Linked DNA regions of Sus scrofa: region 1 is linked to region 2. The links are chromatin contacts, called in public promoter capture Hi-C maps. All regions are on one chromosome and are shown on one strand. The core of a region is the stretch at or near the end of the contact, and the rest is flanking DNA. Distances in the headings are between cores, read along the strand shown.

Region 1 (6,444 bases), core at 3,277-5,776, 160 kb before region 2:
TGTTTTTTGAGCACTTAAACTGCCAGGAACCGAACTAGATGTCTCACCTACGTCATTGTATTAATCTTTTTTCTTTTTCTTTGTCTTTCGTCCTTTTAGGGTCGCACCCACAGCATATGGAGGTTCCCAGGCTAGGGGTCAAATTGGAACTGTTGCCACTGGCCTACGCCAGAGCCACAGCAACGCCAGCTCCGAGCCACGTCTGCCACCTACACCACAGCTCACAGTAACACCGGATCCTTAACCCACTGAGCGATGCCAGGGATCGAACCCTCAACCTCATGGTTCCTAGTTGGATTCATTTCTGCTGCACCACAACGGGAACGCCCATTGTATTCATCTTTACAGTCCTATTCTGTAGGTATTGTTAGCCCCACCTTATAGATTAACATCTCATGGAGGGTATGTGTGTTCCTCCTGACTCTCCCTGGTGTGAAATCAAAAGGCTTTCCTGAGTTCCCGTTGTGGCTCAGCGGATTACGAACCCCACTAGTATCCATGAGGATGCAGATTCGATTCCTGGCCTCAATCAGTGGGTGAAGGATCTGGTGTTGCTGTGAGCTGTGTTGTAGGTTACAGACATGGCTGGATCTGGCGTTGCTGTGACTGTGGTGTAGGCTGGTAGCTGTAGCTCTGATTCGACCCCTAGCCTGGGAATTTCCACATGATGCAGGTTTGGCCCTAAAAAGCCAAAAAAAAAGGACTTTCCTGTGTTAACCCAGCATTTACACTACAGCTGCCAAACTCAGCACATATTAACAGAAGTAAAATGCATAGGATTGTTCTTGCCTTTCCCTCCCAGGAGTCTCTTAGCTGAAACTCTGGCCTTAGCCTGACTACGCAGATGAGCTTTGGTGGATGTGTGGATAATGACCGTATGTCCCACTGCCTTGCTGCTCTTGACCACTTCTTAACTCTTTAGCTACAGAATAAGTGATTCTGTTTATCAATGCATTCTAACCTGCGAGATGAGCTCTTAGCAAAAAAAAAAAAAAAAAGTTTTGAGGCTGGAGGCCAGCCAGGGAACTTTTCAGTTGGTGTTTCCTGGTGGTTTGGAATTGTGGGGAGCTTTGGAATTTTCCACTTGAGACTTTCTGTACTCTTTTTCTGACTTCCGGTTCCCTGCAGAACTGTCGACTGTGTAATGGCACTATCAGGGCAGGCATTATGTTGGCGATGGGGTGGAATTTTTTTTTTTTTTTTTTTTTTTTGTCTTTTTGCCTTTTCTAGGGCTGCTCCCGAGGCATGTGGAGGTTCCCAGGCTAAGGGTCTAATCAGGTCTGTAGCCACCGGCCTACGCCAGAGCCACAGCAACGCAGGATCCGAGCCTCGTCTGCACCTATACACCACAGCTCATGGCAATGCCGGATCCTTAACCCACTGAGCAAGGCCAAGGATGAACTTGCAACCTCAGAGTTCCTAGTTGGATTCGTTAACCACTGAGCCACGACGGGAACTCCCCGGGGTGGAATTATGATTATTAGGGTTGTGTATTCAGAAAGGCTGGAATGACCCCCTTCACCCCGCCTCCACTGAGGTTCCAAGGGGGGATAAAGTTCAGGGGTGAGAGCAAATGTGTCATCGGCCTGTGACTGCCATTAGCTGGGCTGTCATCTTCCAGTGCAGGGAGGCTGGTAAACACACTGGAGTGTGTGACTTAGGCTAAAAGTGTGAGTGGGGCCTCTGATCCTTTCTCAACCCACGTCTGACCAACAAGAGCCTTTATAAAGTTTAAAGGGATGAAAACATTGCCAGGCCCACATTAGATAACCTTAGCTCACATTTACATATTCTTGAAATGGGCAGTGTGTTCACACATTTAATCCTCACCACTGTTAGAGGAGGTAGGAACTCTTGTCAGCCTCATTTGAAATGAGGAAATTGAGGTATTCCCTGGTGGCTCAGCGGGTTAAGGATCTGGCATTGTCACTGTTCCAGTGTGGGTTTGATCCCTGGTCCTAGAACTTCTGCATGCGTCAGACACTGCCAAAAAAAAAAAATTTTTTGAGGCTTTCCAGCATTTCCTTGTGCAAGATGCGGTTTGACCTAACCATCACTCCTGGAGGCAGCACTCCTTTTCTACATTAAAAGCTAGGAGCAGTCATTCCATTTGCAAGTGGCTGGTACCACTGATTTTTTTTTTTCCACTAATAGATTTTAATTTCTAAAAGTTTTAGATTTATGGAAAACTGAGAGGATAATACAGAAAGTAACCATACCACTCCAACCCCAGTTTACCCTTTTAGGTCTTACTGTGGTATTTGTTACATTTATGGAATGGTACTGAATTTCCCCTAAATTTCCCCCCTAAATTTTTTTTAATTGAAAAATAAAATAGGAGTTCCCGTCGTGGCTCAGCAGAAACGAATCTGACTAGTATCCACAAGGGTGCAGGTTTGATCCCTGGCCTCGCTCAGTGGGTTAAGGATCTGGTGTTGCCATGAGCTGTGGTATAGGTCAAAGACTCAGCTTGGATCTGGCCTTGCTATGGCTGTGGTGTAGGCCAGCAGCTACAGCTCCGATTGGACCCCTAGCCTGGGAACTTCCATATGCCACAGGTGCGGTCCTAAAAAGACCAAAAAAAAAGGAGTTAAGTGCAAAAAAAGAAAGAAAGAAAGAAAAGAAAATGAGGAAACTGAGGCACTCAGAGAGAACAAGAAAGCTAATCCCCTGAGCCCACAGAAGATCCGCATGGCAGGACCTTGCTCAGTGGTAATATGGCCTAACACTGTCCTGACTTAATCAGAAGAAAACTAAAGGACAGCAGGGTAAATGCCTCTTTCTGCTCCACCTGCTGACTTCCTCACCCAGTGGGCTGCTCTCAGCTGGGGTCAGGGCTGAACCCCACCAGGACCCAGAAAGCACGTGAGAGCCGGTTTCTGCAAAATAAATGAAAGGGCCTCTGACACTGTCCACTTCTTTGCCTACTACCCCACCCTCCTCTCTCGGCTCCATTTGGCCCCCCAGGCATTGGGCCTGGGTCCCATTCTGAAGGCTCTGGCACTGTCCACTAGGGTGAAGTCACCAGGCTTTGGAGTTACAGGCAGCTGGTTGGGGGACTACCACTAACTAGTCCTCAGTGATCTTGAGCAAGTTAACCTCTGCGGGCCTCTGCTTCCTCCCTGCAGGGTGCTGGAAGGGTTAAGAGGGACGGCACAGTGCGTCAGCTGCTGAGATATTCTCACAGGGCCCTTGTGCTGTAATAGGGCTCCCCTGAATACCCTGAGGCCCTGAAGAGCCCAGTGCTGCTAGGGCAGAATTCCACGGAGCCAGCAGGGGGACCCCGGGGGGCATGGAGTGTCCCCAAGTCTCTATTCATCCAGACAAGGACAGAGCTCTCTGTTCTCCCACCCACGGGCTGTTAGAAGCCAACCACCGTCCAGGGAAGAAGAGGCAGAGTTGCTCCCAGGGACTTTCTAAAGGAATACATCCAAGCGTTTTGAAAAATAATTAAATGACATTTCATTCAAAGATTTCAAAAACTTTACGTCAATGGAAGAAATGAGCTTCGAAGCCATGAAAGGATATGGAGGAAACTTAAATGCATCTTGATTACTAAGTGAAAGAAGCCAGCTGAAAAGGTCTGAGTTCAACAATAGGATATTGTGGAAAAGGCAAAACTATAGAGACAGTAAAAAGATCGTAGCTGCCAGGGATAGGGAAGAAAGAGAGAGAGAAATGAATAGGAAGCACACAGAGATTTTCTGGAAGGAGGAAGCTATTACACATTATACTATAATGGTGGATCAGGACATTGTGCCATTGTCAAAACCCATAGAAGGCACAACACAGAGAATGAGCCTTAAAGTCAACTGTGGACTTCAGTTAAGATTTCAGTACCATTCCATAAATTGTAACAAATATACCACAGTAAAGACCTAAAAGGGGAAACTGGGGGTTGGGAGTGGTATGGTTACTTTCTGTATTATCCTCTCAGTTTTTCCATAAATCTAAAACTTTTAGAAATTAAAAATCTATTAGTGGAAAAAAAAAAATCAGTGGTACCAGCCACTTGCAAATGGAATGACTGCTCCATAGCTTTTAATGTAGAAAAGGAGTGCTGCCTCCAGGAGTGATGGGTTAGGTCAAACCGCAGTCTTGGCACAAGGAAATGGCTTGGTGGAACAGCTTCTCAAGCTATTATTTTGTGAAGAATCACTCAGGGATCTCCTTCAATCACTCAGAGTCTCAGTAGGTTGGGGATGATGCCTGAGCCTCTGCATTGCTAACATGCTCCCAGATGAAGCCTGTGTCACTGGTCCACGGCCCACACTTTGAGAATCAATGTAGAACACAAAGCTACATCTCAGTCCTACACTTATATTGGTCCAATTACTGCCAGCTCAGGCACACATTATCCTTGTTTGTACCTGAGTGAGTCCCTGAATGATCTTTTGTTCCCCTTCCCACCGCCGCCAAGTAGCCTGAAAACTCCCACCATAAGAAAAATCGCCTAGTCTCCAAAGACAACCCCATCGGGAAATTGTTCCAGGAGCCAAACTCTGTAACTGAACCCTAGGCTGCCTCCCAAGCTCGCCCTCTGCTGGCGGATCAGGGTCATTGTCTTTCAAACTTAACGCCCTGCCTTCCTACTGCTCAAAGGCTCATATTTTTTTCCTTCCAATTAATAAAGACAGAAGAGTTACGACATGTTCCAGAGCTTATTTTACTCATAGATTTCGAATTTTTTTCTTCTAGATTTTTCACTCTGTTCCTTAAAATACCTTCTTCAGAGGGGATAGATAAATGAAAAAACTTACCAACAACTTGGAACTCTGTGTTGTCTTCAGGTCCTCCCCTGCCCTGACTTTGTGTCCATCCCACCCAGGCTCTTTTCACAGTGGGGAGGTGAGCCTTCATTTCCACCACAGGATCAGGAGGGAGCAAAGGTTTCCTTTGATCCAAAGACCATAGCCCAGTATTCGAAATAAGCTGGTATATAGCTGGTAGTTCCTGTTTGCTACATGCCAAGCAATCTACTTAATTATTTTATTTAATTGTATTTAATCCTCACAGCAGTTCTGTAATCATCATCATGGTACAAATGAGAAAGTTGGGGTGCAGAGAGGCTGAGTGACACTTTTAATTAATGATGAAGTCAAGAAACTTCTAATAAGTAGTTCTTTTCTCCAATAGGGTTCTGGAGGCTGATGGGCTCAGCTGGCTGGTTCTCACGTGAAGTCCTTTATTTAGCTGCAGTCAGAGAGTGGCTAAGGCCGAGTGTAGACATGTCTGGAGCAGAGCCTGGGATGTCCAAAACAGCTAAGGGCTAGTCAGGCATCTCTGTCCACGTGGCTCCTCCATGTGGCAAGCGTGGGCTTCTTCACAGCTTGGCAGTCAGTCCTTGGATGTCTTAGATGGCCAGGCAGGAACTGCAAAACTTTTTATCTTGCTTCCACCAGATTCTGTTGGTCAAGGCGGTACAGTTCAGAAGTCCCTTGTGGTGCAGCAGGTTAAGGATCCCACCTTGTCACTGCAACAGCGTGGGTAGCTACTGTGGTATGAGTTCTATCCCTGGTCCGGGAATTGCCGTATGCCATGGGCTCAGCCAAAGGAAAACAAACAAACGGTTACAGATTAATTCAGATTCAAAGAGGTAGAGAGGAATGGACTCTGTCTCAGTGGGGGAAGAGCTTAAAGTACATCAAGGTAAGGAATCAATGGAGATCATCTTAGAGACAAGTCACCACACCAGGATTTGACCCTAAGCAGCCTGACCCCAAGCTTTGTGTGACCCCAACCATCATGGTGTCCTAATCCCGTGTAATACAGACACAGCCACACGGTGCTCCTGGTGGCTGGTGTAAGATGGTGGTACAAATGGGAGGTGATTAGTCTGCCTCAGTAGGTCAAGGAAAGCTCCCAGCAAGAAACATCACACCCACACCCACCAGACCCACACCCACACCCACACCTCCCCTTAGTGTGGAGGACAGATCGTGACTGCATTGGGTAGCATTCTGGATAATCCCTGCATTGCATGAGATGAGTGAAAACTTAGGACAAGGGACGGCTCTGAGGCAGCCTTTGGAAAGCCACTGACCCGGCAACAAGCAGTCCTCCCTCTGCCACAAGGTGGGTCTGAGACCTTGGGAGGAAGCAGAAGGCCAAGGAAGGAATGAACCAGGACCCCCAGATCTTTCCAGAACCTGGGAGAGGGGAATTGCTGACCATGTTGTGCTCTCCGCCCCCAGATCGGGGACCCGCATTTGGTGATCTGTATGGACTGCTCGGCAGACACCATGACCAACCGCCTTCTCCAGAGGCGCCAGAGCAGCCCGTGCGCGGACGAGGACACCACCACCATTGCCAAGCGCCTTGAGACCTACTACCGAGCCTCCATCCCTGTGGTCGCCTACTATGAGACCAAAACACAGCTACATAAGGTGAGTCGCCTCCCCCCAATAAGCCAGCCTCCCACTTTTTTTTTTTTTTTTTTTTTTT
Region 2 (6,698 bases), core at 2,110-4,609:
TAAGAGTAAGGAACATAAAGATGCACACACCAATTACCAAAGGCCCAATTTCTAAGCAAAACTTAGTAAACATCCTTGCAAAAGCCATTATACAACCATGATCTTCAAATCCTTTGTCATTTCACAAGTTCCTACTTCTTAAAAAGTGGTCAACAAAAGTTACTTAACAAGAGGGCTTTAATGAAGTAAAGAATTCACAAAGCTTCAATTAAACATTAACTTAAGTGCTAATTTTTCTATCTTTTTTTTTTTTGGACAGGTGATATCAAGCAATTTGGGGGGTGGACTGAAACCTGTTTTGAAAGAAAGAGGGAAAAATTGCCTCACATACTGATTCCAAATTCTGGTCAACTCAAGCTGCCCTCCCACCATCATGAGCTGCCTATTTTGGGACCATAGCTCCTTCAACTATAGCTCTGCAACTTCTTCAATTCCATTTCAGTATCAACCTATCCACTCCCATGTTTCCTTTTCCTCTTTCCCACATCACACCCCTCAACACTCACTTTTACGTCCCAACAATCCTACTTGAACTATTACAAGAGAAAACCACACTAAGAATGGGTACTTTTTTTATATGACAGGTCTAATAAACATTGCTGGTAGGTTTGAGGGAGAAAATACAAAAAGGAAATCACAAAATGCTGCTTAGAGTGGAGATATGCAGCAGTTATTAACTACTGATGTATCTACTACTCTCACTAAACTGCATGGTCAGAAATACTTAAGCTGATAACTTTTTAAACTTCTGGAAAACTCCTACACACACACTTGGGAACAGTTTAGAATTCATAAGCACCATAAAATATAAACATGACTATAAGTGTAAATACATAACACAAATATTAAACATAAAAAGATAAAGCTCAGAGTTCCCTTGTGCAGTGGATTAAGGATCCAGCATTGTCACTGCAGTGGCTCAGGTCAATGCTGTGGCGAGGATTCGATCCCTGGCCCGGGAACTTCTACATGCCACAGGAAAAGCAAAAAAAGAAAAGAAAAAAAAAAAAATATATATATATATATACACACACACACACATAAATAAACTCAAGTAATAAAACATTTATTTAAATTTTATTTCACCTGGACTTTATTTTTGAACAAAGCTGCCAGCTTACTAAAGCTCTAGGGCAAACATCACTATCACTCAAAACTACACCATCAAAAACCTGACCAAAAAAATTTTTTTAAAAGCATGTAATGTACGCATGAGTCAAAAAACAGGTACATTATCACTAAATAAACACAGAATTGAGTAGAAAATTTTTTACTGATTGCTAATGTTGTGATAGTGTATCTTAACACAACACCCCTCCATTTCCTCCCCTTCCATACATGGAAAAACAAATGCATGGAAAATATCTGGAATAATACACAGCTTACAGCTAAGAGTAGTTACAGAGATTTAAGACTGAGGAAGGCAACTCGATGGAATGATTCAGGAAGCATTTCATCCTATATTCTTCTTCGCACTAAGTGCAGGGACAACTAACACGTTTGTAGTTTATAAAATAAAAAAAAAAACCCATGAATGGATTACTTAATTATCAAATTAGTCTTGTAATTAACTTAGCAAAGTTTATATATAACTAAATATATCCAAATACTGCTCAAGAATACCAAAAAAAGTACAGAATAAATTCATTTTGATAAAACACTGGGGAAATGGAGAAAAAGTAATCTGTCAAATTCATTTAAGGAGAAATTGAACTCTACTTTGACATCAAAGTTTACGAAGAGAAGTTTGCTTTTAAATGGCTTAAAACATCCCATTACCTTAAATATGCAATCTAAAACATTCATCCTTGAACAACAAAGATGGCAACCGCATAACAGTACTTATCAAAATCTTATCGATAATTATGAGTTAACAGGCACGTACAAAAAATTAAAGAACGGTTTTATTCCGACGTCAGGTATTGTCATAGATATAAAGGATCCCTACAAATACTACCACAAGTTATCGTAAATACAAAGTAAATTAGAGTGAGGGAGAAGTTATCAAATGATCAAATAAATGTTTAGGAGTAAATGATGCCCAGAGAGAAGAAATGGAACGCGCTCTATCTTAGGCGTCAGAGAAGAGCCAGTGGAGAAAGGTACTGCGGCAGAAACAAGCGACAGAATGTTAACAGGTCTGGAATTCTTTAGAAAATGGCAACAAGGGGAAAAACTGACAAGATCGTCTGAAAGTAAGAGGAACGGTATCCAATGGAATCGTCACGTCTGTGCGAGCACTGCTCCAAACTTCCAGTGAGACGGGGGAGGAACGATCACTGAGCGGGGGAGAAGGAGCCCCGGCTGAGGGATGCATTCGCTTCTGCAGGTGGCGGAGCGCCCGCAGGGGGGTGGGGAGAATAGTGTCGCCTCAAATGGGTCAATACATTCCCTTCAGGACTAGAGGAAGCTGACACAGCATGTCTCCCGGCACCAAGAGGCACGTGCCCCGGCCCCTCCCTATCAACTTGCCTTGTAGAAAGAGTTGCGAGTCTCAAGCCCCCCGGAACCCAGGGCTCCGCCATCCAGGACAACTGCTCTGCCAACAAGGTCCCGCGAGAATCGGGAGATCTCGCGATACAAGCCCACAAGCATCTCGCGAGTTTGCGGCAGAACCAACATGGCGGTACAGAGAAACTAGTATTTCGGCATATAAAAAGTATTTCGTTAACGAAGAGAAGAATGAGTGTGACACAGAAAAAACAGAAAGTCTTTTCTGTCTTATATTTCTCTTCATAACCCCCTAGTAGAGATGAAAAGCGGCAAACAACCCTAAAACCTCAGACGACCACGATTACACTACAACAAACACAGCAGCCCTCTGCCTCAGCCAACCTCCCCAATATGTCACGTGGAGGCAGAGTCTCTGCGTGCCGGTCACGTGGACCGCTACTAAGCGAGCGCGCGCCCGTCGTCCGCCCCAGAGACTTCCCCGCCCCCCTTTTGCCCGCGCACACGTGCGCGCGCACCCCCGCCCCACGTGGGGGCTTCGCCGTCGCCGCCGCAGCCGCCGCCGCCGCTACCTCCAGCCCACCCCCTCCCTGCACTCGGTTCCAAATCCGGGTCCCAGAATCGGTTGTCCGGTGGTTCCCTCCTGCTCCGTTCTCCCTCCCCCATCTCTAGCCGCCACCACGTGCCCCGAGCGCCTGCTCACCTTTCGCGTGGGGCCAGGCACCTCGGGCCACTCGGGGAGGCGCCGCCGTCGTGGCTGCTCTCCGCCCCCGCCACGGCACTGGCTTGGGTGGCCGCCGCCGCAGGAAGCTCGACAGCGGCGCCGGGGCGCTTCCAGGTGGGTCCCCGCCTCCCGCTCCTGCTACTTCCCGCAGCACCAGCGGCTCCTTCCGGTCCCCTCCTTTCTCCTCCTCGCTGGGACAGGCGGGCGGTGGCGGCTGCTGGCGCGCTCACTACACCGCCTGCTGGTAACCGCAGCCGGTGCAGCGCCAGCGGGCCGGGTGGGCCGGGGGTGGCCGAGTTTCGCCCCCGCGGTTCGCCCGCGCCCCTCGGCAAAGGTTGGTCTAATGAGGGCAGGACACATTCCATCCCTTGCCTGTAGTCAGGGTACTACCGTTGGAGGAAAGTCTTCCCGGTAGCCCGGCCGTTGGTCCTCTTCATCCTGCCCTTTGTGGCCTCTTGAGAGATTTGTACACTCTCCCTCCCTTAGCAGTGTGGTCTCAGGTAGGAAAATATCTGTATGTACATTGAATATGCTCCTGCCTTCCTCCAGCCGCATAGAACCCTCGCACGCCTCTCTGGTTTTCTAGCTGTTCCTACAACACGCAGGCTCGATCCACTTCAGGACTTTGCGTTTGCTATAGCCTGCGCTAGAACACTTCCTCCAGATTTTTTTTTTTTTTTTTTTCTTTTTAGGGCCGCACCCGGGGCATATGGAGGTTCCCAGGCTAGGGGCCAAATCGGAGCTGCAACTGCCAGCCTACACCTCAGCTCACGGCAACTGCTGGATCCTTAACCCACTGACTGAGGCCAGGAATCAAACTCAAGACCTCATGGATCCTTGTCGGGTTGCTTATGCTGAGCCACGTGGTAGATGTTCCACAAGTATTTCAGTTCCCTTCTCAAAGGTGGACATCTGAAACTTCACAGACCAGCTCTATCCAAAAGAGCACACTTGCACCATCGCTCTTACTGTCTTTACTTGCTTATATGACAGTTATCACTTACAGACATTTGTCCACCCTTTACCACCAAGAATGTGAGATCCTTAAAGGTAAGGAAGGACTTTTGCTCTTGCTGTATCCACAGACCTGTGTCTGGCACAAAGTTTGTTTTTTGTTTTTTTGTTTTTTTTGTCTTTGCCTTTTCTAGGGCCACTCCCGTGGCATATGGAGATTCCCGGGCTAGGGGTCCAATCGTGAGCTGTAGCCACCGGCCTACGCCACAGCCACAGCAATGCAGGATCCCAGCCTCGTCTCCGACCTACACCACAGCTCAGGGCAACGCCGGATCTTTCACCCACTGAGCAAGGCCAGGGACCGAACCCGCAACCTCGTGGTTCCTAATCAGATTCGTTAACCACTGAGCCACAACGGGAACTCCTGGCACAAAGTGTTTAATACTCTTATTAAATCATATCAAGGAACTATAGTGAGCATGCAAGAAAATAAAGGCCCACACTGATAGAGATAAGTCCTTTTTTTTCTTTTCTTTTTGCTTTTTAGGGCTTCACCTTCAGTATATGGAAATTGTCAGGCTAGGGGCCACAGTCACAGCAATGCAGATCCAGAAGTGCATCTGCAACCTACACCATTCCTTAACCCACTGAGCGGGATTAGGGATTGAACTTAAGTTGTCATGGTTACTAGTGAGGTTCCTTACAGGCTGAGCCACAATAGGAACTTCTAAAAGCCACTTTAACTGGAACTCTTCTGCAGTTATCCTGCACTGCTTGATTGCTCTCTTGTTTTCTTATCTTTGAAACTTTTTTTTTTAGGCAAGTGGATATGGGCCTCCTTTTCTTTTGCTAATGAAAATTGTTAAATGGTTGAAATGCCTTTTTGTACTTGTTTTAGTTGGGAGTTCAACTCAAAAGAACATGTTTGGAGATAAATTGTGGCAGGTATGTTCTTAAATTGGCACATCAACAAGTCTTTCTTTGTTGAATCAACTTAGTTCCAGGCCTTCTACTAGGACTAGAGACACAAAAATAAACAAAACAGGGTTTCCCTACCTTGCTGTATATGCTGTTAGAGCCAGGTTCTAATTTAAAATAACTGTAACAGCACTGGGAACTATAGTCACTTATGATGAAGCATGATAATGTGAGAAAAAAATGTATGTGTGATAGGGTCACCTTGCTGTATAGTAGAAAACTGACAGAACACTGTAAACCAGCTATAATGGAAACAAAATAAAAATCATTAAAACAACTGTAACAGCTCTCTTCTTGACTCCTATGTGCCATGCAATATGCTATGTACTAATCCTATACTTTATCCTATTTCAGGCTTCCAGTAATCCTGAGATAGAGACTCTTAGTGGTGAGCACTGAAATGTACTTCTAAGATCCATTCTGGCATTGCCTAATATCACACCCCTTCGAAAGGCGGCAAATCCAATGACTGATCAATACAGGAGCACTAATATCTATCTCGGGGAGTTCCCGTCGTGGCGCAGTGGTTAACAAATCCGACTAGGAACCATGAGGTTGCGGGTTCGATCCCTGCCCTTGCTCAGTGGGTCAAGGTTCTGGCGTTGCCGTGAGCTGTGGTGTAGGTCGCAGACGCGGCTCGGATCCTGCGTTGCTGTGGCTCTGGCGTAGGCTGGCAGCTACAGCTCCGATTTGACCCCTAGCCCGGGAACCTCCATATGCCGCAGGAGCGGCCCAAGAAATGGCAAAAAAAAAAAGACAAAAAAAAAAAAAAAAAACTATCTCGGAATTTTTGGAAAGCCAGCCCTCTCATCTCAATTTGGTACCGTTCTGATGGATCATCCCATTTCCAGAATAACCTGCATCCCATTAGGATGGTATCAAAGTTCCACTTCTCTCTCACAAGAGATGATCCAAAGAGCATACCCTAATAAATGCACACTAATCATGTAAGAGTCTGCCTTCTGGAGAACGCAACATGTGATACTATTCACATTTTTTTTTGATGAGAAAATAGGCTTAGGTTAAGTAACTTACCCAAGTTTGAGCTACAGGAGTTCTGTATAGAGATATAAATAGGGTATTGTGGGAACAGAGTAGGACTTGGGAAAGTTTTGTTGTTGTTTTACCAGGGTTGGCATTTGAATTACAGCATGACTTTGCAAAGCAGAGAAAAAAGACCATTTTCAACGGAGGGAACTGCATGAATGAAAGTGTGTGGAAATGAGAGAGGGGAATTACAAGTAGCCCCAAGCAGCAGCGCTCAAGAGTCTTTGGAGCAAGCACTAAAGGGATGAAAGGAAAGGACCATTTCACTGACGCTAAAGAAGGGAGCCAGGAGTTCCCGTCATGGCGCAGCGGAAAGGGATCCAACTAGGAACCATGAGGTTTCAGGTTCGATCCCTGGCCTCACTCAGTGGGTTAAGGATCCGGGTTGCTGTGAGCTGTGGTGTAGGTTGAAGACGAGGCTCGGACCTGGCATTGCTGTGGCTGTGGTGTAGGCCCGCAGCTGTAGCTCTGATTAGACCCTTAGCCTGGGAACCTCCACATACCGCGAGTGCGGCCCTCAAAAGACCAAAAAAAAAAAAAGGAT

What was found. Promoter capture Hi-C pulls out the DNA fragments that hold promoters and counts their contacts.
Region 1: a promoter capture Hi-C map of liver shows a contact between it and region 2, with 6 times the contacts expected there. The contact joins the enhancer-like site here to the promoter of ZZZ3 in region 2. A contact is called at or near these places in 2 of 5 promoter capture datasets (fetal liver and liver), 7 of 47 Hi-C or Micro-C datasets (fetal heart ventricle, heart right ventricle, liver and 1 more) and 1 of 2 datasets of contacts at active chromatin or transcription factors (skeletal muscle).

The regions. Positions count from the first base shown.
Region 1 is chr6:135,761,048-135,767,491 of Sscrofa11.1, reverse strand. It overlaps AK5 (adenylate kinase isoenzyme 5), which reads left to right. Exons shown (of 14, transcript XM_003127921.6): 13 at 6,195-6,386. Among named protein-coding and RNA genes, the nearest start is that of ZZZ3, 160 kb to the right of the region's middle. Within about 2 kb of position 4,526, at least 5 of the 83 cell types and tissues checked have an H3K27ac peak or open chromatin away from gene starts, as enhancers often do. A contact at or near this core is called in liver, where this site is marked.
Region 2 is chr6:135,602,806-135,609,503 of Sscrofa11.1, reverse strand. ZZZ3 (ZZ-type zinc finger-containing protein 3) reads right to left here and starts at 3,359. Exons shown (of 14, transcript XM_005653415.3): 1 at 3,155-3,359.